Linked DNA regions of Mus musculus: region 2 is linked to region 1. A link is a contact called in public HiChIP or PLAC-seq data. All regions are on one chromosome and are shown on one strand. Each heading gives the region's core, a stretch centred on a gene start, on an enhancer-like site or on the middle of the called end of the contact. The rest is flanking DNA. Distances are from core to core; before and after follow the strand shown.

What was found. HiChIP or PLAC-seq counts read pairs in DNA pulled down with a chosen protein or histone mark.
Region 2: an H3K4me3 HiChIP or PLAC-seq map of bone marrow-derived macrophages shows a contact between it and region 1, with 3 times the contacts expected there. The contact joins two enhancer-like sites. A contact is called at or near these places in 2 of 39 promoter capture datasets (embryonic stem cells and hematopoietic stem and progenitor cells), 2 of 15 datasets of contacts at CTCF or cohesin (CD8 T cells and the NIH/3T3 cell line), 33 of 484 Hi-C or Micro-C datasets (the CH12 cell line, the Patski cell line, Th2 cells and 17 more), 13 of 115 datasets of contacts at active chromatin or transcription factors (the HPC-7 cell line, bone marrow-derived dendritic cells, bone marrow-derived macrophages and 8 more) and 1 of 9 other capture datasets (embryonic tail).

What each region holds. Positions count from the first base shown.
Region 1 is chr15:25,825,730-25,832,906 of GRCm38.p6, reverse strand. No RefSeq gene overlaps it. Among named protein-coding and RNA genes, the nearest start is that of Retreg1, 14 kb to the left of the region's middle. Within about 2 kb of position 4,281, at least 103 of the 459 cell types and tissues checked have an H3K27ac peak or open chromatin away from gene starts, as enhancers often do. A contact at or near this core is called in bone marrow-derived macrophages, where this site is marked.
Region 2 is chr15:25,963,925-25,971,323 of GRCm38.p6, reverse strand. It overlaps Retreg1 (reticulophagy regulator 1), which reads right to left. Exons shown (of 9, transcript NM_001034851.2): 4 at 6,974-7,100; 5 at 4,607-4,691; 6 at 2,780-2,917; 7 at 1,464-1,528; 8 at 1,100-1,226. Among named protein-coding and RNA genes, the nearest start is that of Zfp622, 17 kb to the left of the region's middle. Within about 2 kb of position 4,778, at least 23 of the 459 cell types and tissues checked have an H3K27ac peak or open chromatin away from gene starts, as enhancers often do. A contact at or near this core is called in bone marrow-derived macrophages, where this site is marked.

The DNA of each region.
Region 1 (7,177 bases), core at 3,032-5,531:
CTGAGGTACTGGGCTCAGTTAGTCTGTGTTGGAAGCAGGACATCTTCACGGCCAAAACTGCAAAGGCCACCCTGTCCTTCACTAACTCTCCAGTAGAGATGGCCCAGAAGCCACTGGGAGGAAGTCCACATTGGCCTCTTGTGAATCAGGTCACAGTGTGTGCTTGCATAATGTACAATTAGACAATCACCTCTCTTGGGAAACATCATTTCTATTATGAGTCTCCCCATCCTTGAGGACCCATCTGGAAGACATCATAGCCTGGGTGCATTCTAGCAGGCTCACGAGGGACATGGACCCTACTCTCCCCTGATGCCACTTCCAGTGAGAAGCTCGCATCCACAGAGAAGCCCAAAGTCAATGCCTGGAAGGTTTCTTTAACTCTGAACTGATGAAGGTTCCCAGTGGAAGAACACTACAGCATGGACCGAGGGATTGTGGAGCAACCTTTGGGGACAGGGTTTGAACAAGAGTAAAGGACAGTAGTTTAATATTACCTTTTGGCTGAAGAAAGCTTAGTGTCAATAATGACCCCACAGGAATGAGCTCACTTCCAGACCAGATATTGTGCACTGAGTATGACTGACTACCAAGGAGAGCCAGAGAGTCTCAGATGATATGATGATGCTAGGTCTAACTGGGAACACCTTGTGTGCCAGAAGGCAAAGGCATCCTCATTAACGCCATAACGGCTCTTGTCAAGGACACAGAAGCCAGACTGGGATCTCAGGAACCCGAGACCCAAAGTTCTGAGGATGAAGAACCCTGGTGAATGACTATAATACACTGGCTTTAATATATATATATATATATATATATATATATATATATATATATATAATTCCAGAGCGATTCTAAAGAGACAGGAAAAGATCTGGTTACGGGAATATATTGAATATATAGATTAAGTTTTATGCCAGCTTGTAATTCTCTATGTAATAATTTATTTAGACAGTGATAACCAATGAATCACATAACCCACTGAAGAGAAGTCTAGAGAGAAAGCAGTTACTCCCATGACCTCACAAGTTACATGTTAATTTCAAAGGCAACCCACGTGGCCTTTACATTGAGGAAATCTGACCGGACCTGCCATGTCTACATCCTGTCATGCTGGCACCAGCTGTAGTGGGACAATCTGACTCTTAAGTTCCGGATCTGAAGATGCCAGAGAAGGGCACTCCGAGACAAAATATCCTGGAAAGGTTTCATCTACATCTCACTTGGACATAACAGATGAGAATGTGCTAGTTAGGTTTTTGCTAACTTGACACAAGTTAGAGACACCTGGGACAAGGGAACTTCAGTGAGGAACTGCTTCCACGAGACTTCTCTGTGGCCATGTCTTGAGACATTTTCTTCTTTGCTAGTTGATGAAAGAGGGCCCGGCCCACTCCTGGGCAGTGCCGTCCTGGGCTGTTGGCCTGGGCTGCATAGGAAAGACATCTGAACATGAACCTAGGAGAAAGGCAGTCAGCAGCATTTCTCCATAGTCCCCACTGCAATTACTGTCTCCAGGTGTCTGCTTGAGTTCCTGCCTGAGTCCCCACAATGATGGAATATGACTTGGAAGTATGGGCCAACAGAAAGCCTTCCCGCCCACCAAGCTGTTTTGTTCCGTGTCTCACCATAGCACCAGAAAGCAAACCAGAACATCAAAGAATCCAGGGAATGGGCACTTTGCAGGTTACCTGGGCTGGGTTTTCAGAGCCCAGTGATAATGTTGGCAACGTATATGGGGAGAGAGAAAAGCCAGATCATCGTGAGAAATTTGATTGGATTCTCAGTGAAGACAATAGGTGCAGTCTAAGGGTATTCAGAGGACAGTTGGAGAAATCGGAGTGCAGAGAGTACGCTAGATGACTTTGTTGAATTAACATTAATGCTCTTCAGTACTAGTGATTCTAACCTGCTGGAAAACAACATTTCTCTTTAGTTACGCAAGATGCAGGCAGGGATCAAACATTGTGAGGATAGCTGCCTGCTGTCAGCCAAGGGAGATGGGAAGCGTGTGTATGTGGGTGGAAGGGAATGAGAAGGCTGGTGTTGGAAAGGTGTTGGTGTGTGTGTGTGTGTGTGTGTGTGTGTGTGTGTGTGAGCATGAGTGTATCCAGGGGTTCATTGTGTAAGTCTAGAATTGTCTAAGTTAATGTGGCTTTGAAACGCCTCAAAACAACTGGGAAAAAAAGTGCTTTTCAGAAGACAGAGAAAATAGGAAATAGAGTAGCTCTAAAATAAGAATTAGGTCATTTCCTTTTACTTCCTGTTCCCCAAAGCAGTGCCTCATAGGTGACAGCAATTTTTCCTACTTGTGAACTGTTGCTTAAGATCCTTGTGACACCACTTAGCAGGGTAACACTGGCTTTTCTGGAGACAGGAAGAGATGAAATGTTTATCTTCTCCAAGAAGCAGAGTTCTGTACGTAAATTCCTTAGTGTTTTTGTTTGTTTGTTTGTCTGTGTTTGTTTGTTTTAATTGAGCTTCATCTGTCCCTAAGACCATGGAAGGGAAGGAACAGAGGTGAATAAATACCTTGCCATTGATGGGTACAGAATCAAACATGGAAAGAGGGAGCCAACACTTTTAGAGCAGCTAATAGCAGCCAAGGGGGCGATAGGAGGAGAAATTCTACTGGTAAGTATAAGGGCCATCAGGGACCCTGGTCTAAATACAGAGGAGCATACTAACTTCAATAAATTACATGAGGTTGGTGAAAAGACCTTTGCCGTTTCCAAAATTAGAACCAAGTGTTTGCAACAAAGAAGGCTTCTGAGCCAGGGTTTCAAGAGTGTGATGGCTATTCTTGGTTGTCAACCTGACTGCTTCCAGAATTAACAAAAACCCAAGCAGCTGGATATACTTGGGAGAGACGTTTTTCTTAGTTAAATAATTTGAAGTGGGAAGACCAAGTTTTAATCTGGATCTTTTGAGGTGGGAAAAATCCACCTTTAATGTGGGCCACACTTTCTGAAGAACATGGAAGAAGGAAGCTTACTCTTTGCCTGCTCTCTCTCCCTCTGTCTGGCAAGTCCATTCCTTTCCTGGCATTGGAGGCTACTTCTTCAGGATTCTGGTGTATACTGAAGACCAGCTGAGATGTCTGGCCTTGTGGACTGAACAACTACTGGATTCTCAGAACTTTCATTGGTAGATAACCATTATTGAACTAGTTGAACTACAATATATAAGCCATTCTAACAAGTCCCATATATACATATATATGAATGATATGTCCCATATATAATAATTAATTCTGTATATAATGTATATACACATATACATGAATATGTATGTATACACACACACACACACACACACACACACATATTCACTCTATAAGGTCTGCATCTGTTCACCTAGAGAATCCTAAGACAAAGAATATCAAGTTTTCCAGACAAATGGGTAGGCATCCCAAGTAAAGGGACCAGAACCCAGAACATGCAACATCAAGTGAGCATGGCATTCTTAAGAACTGACAACTAGTTAGTTCCTGCTTGAACATAGGATGCTTACACATACAGTGTCCCAGTTAGGTTTGTATTGCTGTGAAAAACTTGAGTTTGATTCTCCAAGGCCCGCACCATAGAAGAAGAAAACCAGCTCTGACAGCTTGTCCTCTGACTCCCACACCTACACTTTGCCACACGCACAAGCACACACAGACGTGTATAAATAAAAACAAATGTGAGTTTAGGAAGAAACTAATGATCATGAGATTTGTTGTCCTTACCAAGACATGGAGTAGAGAGGAAAGACAAACGAGAGAGAGAGAGAGAGAGAGAGAGAGAGAGAGAGAGAGAGAGAGAGAGAGGCTTGAGTTTTGGAGATGGTGCATTTCAGCTAGCCAGGTCCACTAGGACAAGCGCCCAGAAGACCTCTTGCTATTGAGTCGATTCTAGAATCCATGTGGTGTTCCTGGGTATGTTAGTGCCAAGGCACTAAGTGGCAGAAGCTAGGTGGCTTCATTTATGTCTTCCAATAAGCAAATCACAGAGATAAGCAAGCATAGGTGGACAATACAAAAGCCTGGAATTCCTCAGGGTGTGTTAACATTCTAATACGTATTAAGTGCAATGAAGGAGAACAGCGGGCAGCAGATCCGGACAGCTCGTTGAAAGAGAGGTAGGGGTGGTCAGGGAAGTGATGTTTTGAGTCGAGAGATGGAAAGCAACACAGTCACGTGACATTCAGGAAGCCAGGCCATGTCAGACAGAGCAAAGGGGAAGTGTGGGAGTCTCAAAGCTTAGACTGTCTTGCAAATAACTACTCAAGAAACCACAGGAACATCGCAGCAGCTGAACAGAGAGGTCAAGGGCAGGAGGCGGAGAAATGATAGCAATGAGCCCACAGAGCTAGTGGAAGAGAACGCTCACATGGAGAGAACGCTCACATGGCAAACAAGCACTTGTGAAACAGTGGTGACATGCTTGCCAGTGTTCCATTGGCATGACAAATCCCTGAGAAGGTCAACTGCAGGGCGGGCGGGTTAGCTATATTTTACTCACAGTTTCGAAGGTTTCAGTCTGAAGTCAGTTAGAACCACTGTTTCTGAGCCAGCACAGCATTGTGAGGGTGTATACTGCAAAGCTGCTCACCTCGTGGTGGTCAAGAAGGAAGAGTAGCAGGGAGGGCCCCGTTGCATTGTGTATGTCTTTAAGAGCACACTCTACTTTCCTCCAACTCAATCCCACCCCCAGATTCCCACCACTTCCCAGTTATACCTATAAATTACTAATCCATCCACAGACGATTCCATTGATGAGTTCCAGCCCTCAGGAGCTGCTTTCTCCAAAGTCATGCCTCTAAACACTGCAGTACTAATGTTCATCAGAGGAGTCATTTGAGGGCACACCTCTTCCAGCAGATGGGTTTTCTGCAAGTGATTCGATGTGACTTTCATCTTTAAAAGGCTGTTTAGGTCACCAATGAGGAGACTAGCATGGCATCAAGGATACAGGCTGACATCTGAAGGAATGTGAGAATCCGGGAGAGAATAGCAAGCATTCTTTCTTAAGTGTACTGTGCCTCACATACATCGTACTCAGCCAAGCAGAGGTGGAAGGAAGCAAACTAGATAGAAAGCCCATATGCTGAAGGGAGGGAACGTCACTTCTAAATAACACTAAAGACCCAGGACTGGGAAGCTGGGATCTGTGACAGAAAGGCAAAGAGCGCCTGATGAGTCTTGCGTCTTCATGCTGAAGTAAGTACGGACTGAGTACAAAAATTTAAACAAGACTATTGAAATAGGGATTAGGGGTGTCAGGGTACCACAAGAGCTGAATGGCTAGGGGTTCCTGAGAGATGAATGTGGTGGGGGTACTGTTGAGTTTCTGCAGACCGTGGCCATACACCTGAAGCGAGGGTCGGAGCCTGTGTGGTACACATGCACCCATAGGCCCAACTTCATGGGGGGCTTGGGTAGGAGGATAGCTCAAACCAAGGAATTTGAGGCCAGCCTGGATCCCACAGCGCAGCCCTATCTACTGTGTGGGAGCTCAGGACTGCAATCTTAGCACTGTGGACACTGAGACAAGCGTGCTGTAATTTCAAAGACAGTCTGGGCTTCATAGGCAGACACTGATCCTGAGAAAGGGAGAAAGAAAGGAAGAAAGAAAGAGAGAGAGAGAGAGAGAGAGAGAGAGAGAGAGAGGGAGAGAGAGGGAGGGAGGGAGAGAGAGAGGGAGGGAGGGAGAGAGAGAAAGAAAGAAGAAGGAAGATGGAGAAGAGGGGAGGGAGGGAGGAAGGAAGGAGAGAAAGAAAGAGAAAAAGAAAAAGGGAAGGAAGGAAAAAGGAAAGTGAATCACTGTTTCTCCATCAGCCTTCAACTGTTCAACTACAGAGTATTAGTGCTGCCCAAACAAACAAAACAAGTAGGTACTCTGTACATGTATGTGCCTAGACATATATGCATTGCTTCATAGAGTTATGAAAACCAAGAAACCCCACAGGCTGTTGTCTCTGAGCTGTCCCCTCTGGAAAGCCAACAGTACTGGTCAAAGGTCTGAGGTCCAGAGAGCAGTGATCCGTACACCAGCGAGGTTTCAATACCTGAGAGTCAAAAGCTCTCACGGCATACCAATGATCCTGCTTAGGCAGACAAAGCGACCAGAGTAACGTCAATTTTTCTCTGCCTTTGGCTCTTGCAAGTACTCTGCAGACTGGCGGGTGTAGGGATACTGAGGAGAATCATAAGCTCTGCTTAGCCACCAATTCAAGTGTTGATCTCCTCCGGAAACTCCCTCCTAGATACATCCAAAACTTGTGTTTAGTCAGCTGTCTGTGCCTCCTGGAGCTCAGTGAAGCTGACTCATGAAATTAACCATTACATATGAACTTGGAGAGATGGGTGGATCGTGGGTAGAATTACTCAATGCAGGGGGAGGTAGGCACAAAGTGGGAGTTGGAAGTATATAAAAAGGAAAGTTATTGCGATTCTGAACTGAGAGTGGAGACGGCAATGGACATTGAAGAAGGCAGTGACGTCACTCATCCAGAGGTAGGGTGGGGGTTGGAGTAATGATTGAAAAAGTATCGTTGGGATGAATGAGTTTGGAAGAGATGAGGATGGAGCGATTTGGGAACAGAGACTTGAGTTTGGAGGACGAAAGAGGTCATGGAGCCAAGAAGCCAGGCGACTGGATGGATTATTCTCGAGAGGAAACGCTCTGTGGCAGAGCTACAGATAAAGGCAGTTAACCCAAGCTTCTGTTCTGTCTCTGGGATAGAAACCCTGATCGACAGGAGTTTAGGGAGGGCAGTGGCTTAAATGAGAAGTATCTCCAATCCAATAGATTCACGTAATGAATTCTTGGTCCTCAGGTGGTAGTACCTTCTGGAGGAGGCTACGAAATCTTTAGGAGTGGCGGCCTTGCTAGAAGAAGTACGTCATTAGGGGGCAGGCTTTGAGAGTTCACGGAGAGGAAGTACGTCATTAGGGGGCAGGCTTTGAGAGTTCACGGAGAGGAAGTACGTCATTAAGGGGCAGGCTTTGAGAGTTCACGGAGAGGAAGTACGTCATGGGGGGGCAGGCTTTGAGAGTTCACGGAGAGGAAGTACGTCATTAAGGGGCAGGCTTTGAGAGTTCACGGAGAGGAAGTACGTCATGGGGGGGCAGGCTTTGAGAGTTCATGGTGTTGCTCCACTTCCAGTTGACTTTCTCTGCTTTATGTTTGGT
Region 2 (7,399 bases), core at 3,529-6,028, 140 kb before region 1:
CATAAAATAGTGTATATAAGGGTATTCAATTTTGCCTAGTATGAACTATGGGGTTTAACTAAAGTTTTTGCTGTTTCTGATATTCTTCACTGTCAATTTGATTGAACTTAAAATGACATAGGAAACACTCCTCTTGGCATGTCAGTGAAGGTGTTTCCAGCGAGGTTTAGCTGAGGAGGGAAGATCCACCCTGAATATGGTCAGCACATGGTAACTGAATAAAAAGATGAGAAAATGGGAAAGCGCCGGGCAGTGGTGACGCACACCTTTAAACCCAGCACTTGGGAGGCAGAGGCAGGCGGATTTCTGGGTTCAAGGCCAGCCTGGTCTACAGAGTGAGTTCCAGGACAGCCAGGGCTACACAGAGAAACCCTGTCTGAAAAAAAAAAAAGAAAAAGAAAAGAAAATGGGAAAGCAAGCTGAGCAGGTGCAACATAAGCATCTGCCTCGTGTTCTTGCTACTGCAGCTAGAGTAGCCCTCACCACCAGGCTCTTCCCCCCTGATGGGCTTTGCCCCCAAGATGTGAGCCTAAATCAAACCTTTTCCAGGTTGCTGTTATCAGGTGTTTGCCACAACGACGGGTAAAATAACTAACACAGTGTTTATCATAATCACTCCACCTTGCCCTTTGAAAATATATATGATTATGTAAGGAAGGGGTCAGTGAGTGAAGAGAAACCTGGCAGGAGATCCCAGGGATCAAACTCAGGTGACCAGGTTTGGCATCAGGCGCCATATTCCACAATATGTCAGCCACTCCAAAAAAAAAAAAAAAAAAAGTCGTTTCAATTGGTGACCACTCAGCATTCCCTCCCAGAAGTCCCTCCCTCTCGGGATATGGACTCGGCTGTTCTGGAGAGTCCATTAAACTACAATTAGAGAATAAGTGGCCTCTGCCTCTAGCTGCTTTTCACTTAGCACAGTTCTTTCAAGGTTCAGGTGGGCTATACCAGGTACCTGTAGTTCATTCAGGGTTAAATTATAGTTATGTCCTCTGTGCAAACAGTCCACATTTTATGAACCACTCAGAGGTGTCGGAAGCTAAGTTGTCTTTCCTGTATTCAGTACCAAGAAAAGTGAGAGAGCCCAGCAGCTTACCGTCAGAAGTGTCTGTCTGCGGAGTGTACCCCTCTGAAAGGTTGAAGGTCCCATTGTCAGTCCAAGAGACTTCTGACACATCTGTGTCTGACACAGATAACTCTTTGGCAGCAACTGTGAGGCTAATCTGTGTGAACAGAAATCACGGGAGCACATTTTAAACTGAAGAAACCTTTTTAAAAATCCATATTACCCCCCTAAATGTTAAAGTAAAAAAAAATCAGTGATCATTTTCCTTTGAGATTATTTAGTCATCTCATAAAACAGAAGATAAATTGTGTTATATACAAGTCTATTAGGACAATCAATCTATTTTATGTAAATAAATGGCCAAACCACACAGAAACAAATTGACCAAAAATACCTTAGGACAAAGAGCTGAAAAGTCTAATTCACTGTCATCCTTGTGACTTTTTTCTTTATCTGCTTCTGTTGAGGAAAAAAACGGGGGCGGGGGGCAGGCATTTAGTTTCCTGCAAAGCTTAGACATAGTACATTTATTTTAATATATTCTCCCCACATCCAGCTATACATTCCAGTGCTTCCCTGTAACAGTATTGAAGAAGCTATACATATTTGCAAATGTTTGCTTTCCAGGGGATATGGTGAACATCTGTGTTCTCACAGCATGACCCAGCAGGAGCAGCAGCCCTGGGAACTCTTGAACAGTGTAGACTCTGTGCTATCCTAGACCTCCTGAGTCAGAGTCTGTACTGTGCTGTACAGTCCAGGTCACTCGTCATTCTAATGCACTCTATAGCCTGAGAAACTGTAAAGTCAAATGTATGTATGTATGTATGTATGTACATGTATGTATATTATATTCATATATATATATATTTTATATGTGATTTATTGTATATATCAGTTTCCTTAATCACACTAAAACTCCCCTTTTCTCCCCCTTGTTATTTCAGTCCCCTCTTACATGGCTCCCACACTTATCCATACTTCTGAAGTTTTCAATAACCCAACCCAAATAAGATAAAGCACCCCATGCATAACAAAGAGAGTTGCTGAAGCCCTCTCTCCTTTCCCTGCCCATCTGTGTGTTTTGTGACGTATTTACATTTCTGCTCTTTGACAGTCTTGTGTGTGTGTGTGTGTGTGTGTGTGTGTGTGTGTGTGTGTGTGTGTGTGATCAATCTTGGTCCTTCACCTCTCTGTTGCCCCTGTCCTCCTGGTGATGCTCTTCTTTCCAGCAGCTCTCCCGCTCTCTCATCTTCACTGTGTGTGCCCCTGAGTTTAAATGGGGTTGACTGGGTGACCATGAGTGGCATCTTATCTGAAGCATGGGCAGCGTGTCAGTGCTACATCAGTGAAGGCAGTGAGTCCCCTCCCGGCAGCCCCTGCTAACTCTTCAGGGAGCAGTGGGAGCTCAAGAGCCCTGCCCACCTCCAGGATGCATGGTGACAGGCAGTCTCATGTGCTTCTTGTGCGGGTCACCTCTCTGGGAGTGACTTCAGGACTGCCATCTTTCCATTCCCTCTGTTCCTTGCCAGGGTAGGGTGATTATAGCCATGCCCCATTTAGAAACATGCACCATGTGTATTTTAAAAGTCAATCTACTTAACTGCACATTTGAGAAAAGAATATAAGCCAGAATAAGGAAAGACTACTCAGATTACACAGGTAGAAAACAATTTCTACACACAGAACTAATAATCAAACTAGACCTACCAGATCTCTCACGTTTCTTCTGGTTAATATATTCTCCAATTCCAAAATCTAGTTTTAATAGAATGGACTTGACTTTGCTGTATATTTTTTGTCCAATATCATTACATTTAAACAGTGGACACAAAAAAGCAAACAGTACTGAAAAATAAAGAAGAAAATAATACAGGTAAAGTGTTCGTTCTGAATGCTTACATTTTAGTATTTTACAAGATAATGTTTCGTTTATCCCTTCATCAAGTACACTCCTAATTTTTATTCTTACTCTGTGGTAAAAACATACTTTACCACACACACACGCACACACACACACCATAAAAACCTATAACCACTGTCCCCGGCTAAAATCTTACTTCTGTTTAACATTGCTGTTTATCATGAGAACATGATTGCATCTTATTAACTTCTTGTCAATGATACTGGGATGGTGTTTTGTGGGGTTGCTCTAGCTGGCCATGCAGTTAAGCTCGGCACAAACAAGATGGAGAATACCTTGCTCCTAACTCCTTTGCCAGCACTTTTCTCACTTATTTTCTACATAATGTGGATCCAGTAACTACTGTAAGTTCTGTTTGGAAGACCGGATGGAGCTTCAACCATTTGCCAGGTGTACTGTGCATCAGGAATACAGAAGAAGGGAAGAGAGCCACGCTGGCTGTACTGTGCATTCAGTGTTTGATGTTTGGTTGTTGATGGGTAATGTCCTCTTTTAGTCATATTTAAAGCCCAGTGGAGTACATGTAAAACTCAAAAGCCAATGTAAAAATGGAAATGGGGGTTAGCAGAGATATTGCCCTGCTGAGAGCTAACAGCCAGATCTTCGTATATTTTAGGAAAAGTAGAATATATAATGTGAAGATCTTTTTAGAGTTATAATTCACATATAACAAATTACATGTAATGTTACAACTTGATAAGTTGTGACATGTAATCAACAAGAATTCTTGGTACAATCATAACAGTAAACAGTTTACGGCTAGCAAGTTGCCTCATGTCGGTATTAATCCTTTTTGCCTCTTGCCTCTCCCTGACCACACCCAACTCATCCTTGGCAACCACTGATCTACTTTTTGACTATTCTGGAATTATATATAAATAGAACTATATAGTACAAGCTGTGGCTTTTCCCATTCAGCCTAATTACTTTGGAATTTATCTATAGTACTGCATGCATCAATTTTTAGTGCTGGGTAATAATCCATTATATGGATATAGCGCAGTTTATCTGTCTCTGTAAGGCTCATATGAATTGTATCCCTTTGTGCTACTAAAACCAAACCTGCCATGAACATTTGTGTATAACTATTTGCAGAGATGTATCCAACTGTTTCTCTTGGGTAAATATCGAATTGTGAGACAGCCAGCTATACAATAGACACAGACGTGCAGTTTTCTGATGGCACCATTCTACCTACCTACCCCTGAGAATGAGGGCTGCTCTATATCAGTACTCTGTTTGATGTGATGTTCTTAATTTAGGCCTTTCTGGCACAGATACAGTGATATCTCATTGTGATTTTTACCTTTGGTTTCACAAAACATGCACAAAGGCAAGAGTGTAAGTGTATTTGTGCAGAGTGGGGCATAGTGCTCAGTTAAATATTCAATGTAGAACTTAACATTTTTTTTTATGATCCTGCATTTTGCATCTGTGCTTCCAGATGTTTAAATATAACTGTCTCTAGGGGACAGGAGAAATGTCATTGCCATGAGACTTATTTGATCATTCAGAGCTTCCCTTTACCCTTCCAAACTAAACAGAGGATCTGATAAGCACTAAGGAAGCCATTCGGGCCACACAAATTAGTCAATCGTTTTTACTATACTTACACAGAAGGTAGCTGAGTATGACCCCAGGAATGTAACTTCCCAAGATTGTAAAAAATGTGCACACACTGCAGACCAGGAGGCAAAACTAGAAGTAACAGAAATAGCATGGGACAGTTATCCACAACAGCAAGGCACAGTAGAAGAGGCATGATGTGTATCCTGTATTATGCAAGCCACGTGTTTCTTCAGCAGCACTGGTCATACTTAGGAACCCCAAGGAAGCATTTGAACACTTCAGAATTATCAATTTGCACACAGAGGAGCTAATTCAGGAATGACAAGTTCCTTTACGCAGGCCTGTTGATGTACTACTGCCAGGTGCAGGAGACTCAAATAGTAACATGTCCCCAGGAGTGACTTTTACTCAGCCTGATAAGTAATCAAACTACTACCATAAAACCGTGGAAATCCAGAGGCAGAGCCAGCCACGCCTGTTGTAAGAGTGCCTGTAGGAATCTGATGTCATCTCCTGCTGGTAAACCTTGGGCATAAACCTGTAAACATCACAATCCTCCCTAACTGTACCCACACACATCTGGGTTACCCCAAAACTAAACCAAATGTAAGGAGACTTTTACAGTGAATTCTGTTTTTCTCCTCTCTGTCAATTACAGAGCAAGAGCAAAATCTTTGGTCGTGTCTCTAGCTGCATATGTAGCAGAAGATGGCCTAGTCGGCCATCGGGAAGCGAGGTCCCTTGGTCTTGCCAACTTTATATGGCCCAGTACAGGGGAATGCCAGGGTCAAAAAGTGGGAGTGGGTGGGTAGGGGAGCGGGGGGGGGTTATAGGGAACTTTCAGGATAGCATTTGAAATGGAAATAAAAAAATCTAATGAAAAAAAGAAAAAAAATTTAAAACAGTCTTAGCAAACTGTCCTAGGTCACATGGGAAGCATCAGTCTAGAGAGGTTTCTCCTTCAGTCTTCACTTGTTTCCTGAACTCTGCTCATGAGGCACCTAATTTTCTATGCATTAGTTTTACATGGAGGTGCTGAATTAAACTGCCAAGCATATTCACTAAGGGGCTCTCAAAAATAGTAAGAGATGCGCATCTCTGGCCAAAACCTGCTTAAGAAAAAGAACAAGGGCTCTAAACTTCAGGTTAACTGGCATTTCATTCCATGTGGTTAATAGAGTTCAGATGAACTTGTGGAACAAAACGAAGAGCCTTGAAAGGATTAGGAGTTTCAGAAGAAATGTCACAGAAGTTGAAAGAAGAAATAAGTCAACACAGGCATGAGTACACCCAGAAATCTGCTGTGCAAAGGGATTTGTAATCTCCTATGTTCTGTAGCATCATAACCTTTAACTAATTGGACATTAGTTAAAAGGACTAAGGCACATTAATGTAATGCATGGGAGACATTGTGAGTTGAGACTCTTCCAACACTATATATATGATCATGTCGTGTTGGTCAAATAAGCACTAAAATCGTCGAGCCTCACTTGTGTATCAATTCTAAAACTGACTGTGGTTAAAGAAATCCTTTAAAATACAGCACCTCCAATTCAATACGAAATGTTCCGGGCGCTGTTCTATTAATACGGGTGAGGTTATGAGACTGCCTGTTCATAGCACAAGGAGGGGATCTTAATGCTGGTATCTCTAACTCTACTTTCCAACTACTGGTGAACAGTGCTAGAACCATCGTTGCCTGTTGATGGCCCTGTCCCTCACTTAAGTGAAGCCCTGATCACAGTCTTCAAGTATGCATTTCTCCATGCACTCCCTCTTATCGCTTGAGAATCTTCCCTGAGTGGGATTTTGTCTTAATCACAAAACAAAATAAAATAAAATAAACCAAATAAACAAAAAAAAAATCACACTTATTCCAGTTGCCTGACCACAGTGAATGTTCTTGTCAAAGCTCGTTTGGTTTCTGTGTTGTTATTCCAGGATGGGGGGGCTTGCTGTGTAGCCAAAGCTCATGAGAATTCATGATCCTCCTACCTACCCAAGTGTTGGGATCACTGTGAGTGCCACACTCAGCAAGTGTCCTTACAATAAACCAAAACAGAATCTCAACTACATTTTTAGACTACAAGTGAGACTCAGTTGCCCCTAACCCCTATAAGGACGGTTTACCTCGACTGCCTTTCATTTCAGAACCAGGTCACAGATGATAAACTAAGTTCTTAATAACAACACCCCTTTTCATTTCCTGTTGGTTTTCAATACGGCAAAACCCCATCTCAATTCCTTCTAAGTAGTGGGCTAAGTAAATCTCTATAATATACAAATACTTAAGAGTTTCACATGTGACCATGTCTGAGCCACGTCTAGTATGTTCAATCTAGAGAGTCTTTCCCAGCTAAAACAGGTCACCTCATTTGTTCCCAAGTTACATTGAGTATTTAAAAACTTGCCTTGCCAGGACTCTGCTGTTTAAAAAGAGACATTTCTTGAAGAAACATGCTGAAATTCATCCATGATTCTGCAATGCACTGGCTCAGTCTGGCTCTTTCATCTGGCTTGGAATTGATGACTTCCCAGCTAAAGAGAGAAAAAAATGTAATTGAACATCAGCGACAATAACAATAACACCAACAACAGTGTCCAACCACCAAACAGTCATAGCTTCAGCACATATTCCTTGAAGATTACTGTGGGCCTTATTATGCTCTGAGTTCAGAGAGCTAACCAGCCAGATACCCAACTCAAAACGCTTAGATGCTGACAGAAGCAACTAGTTACAGAAGTAGTTATGTGACTCCAACATGGGAAACATTAGGGAGGCCAGGGCTGGAGCTCTGGGACATAGTTCCTGAAGAACTCATTGTTTTAGCTCAGAT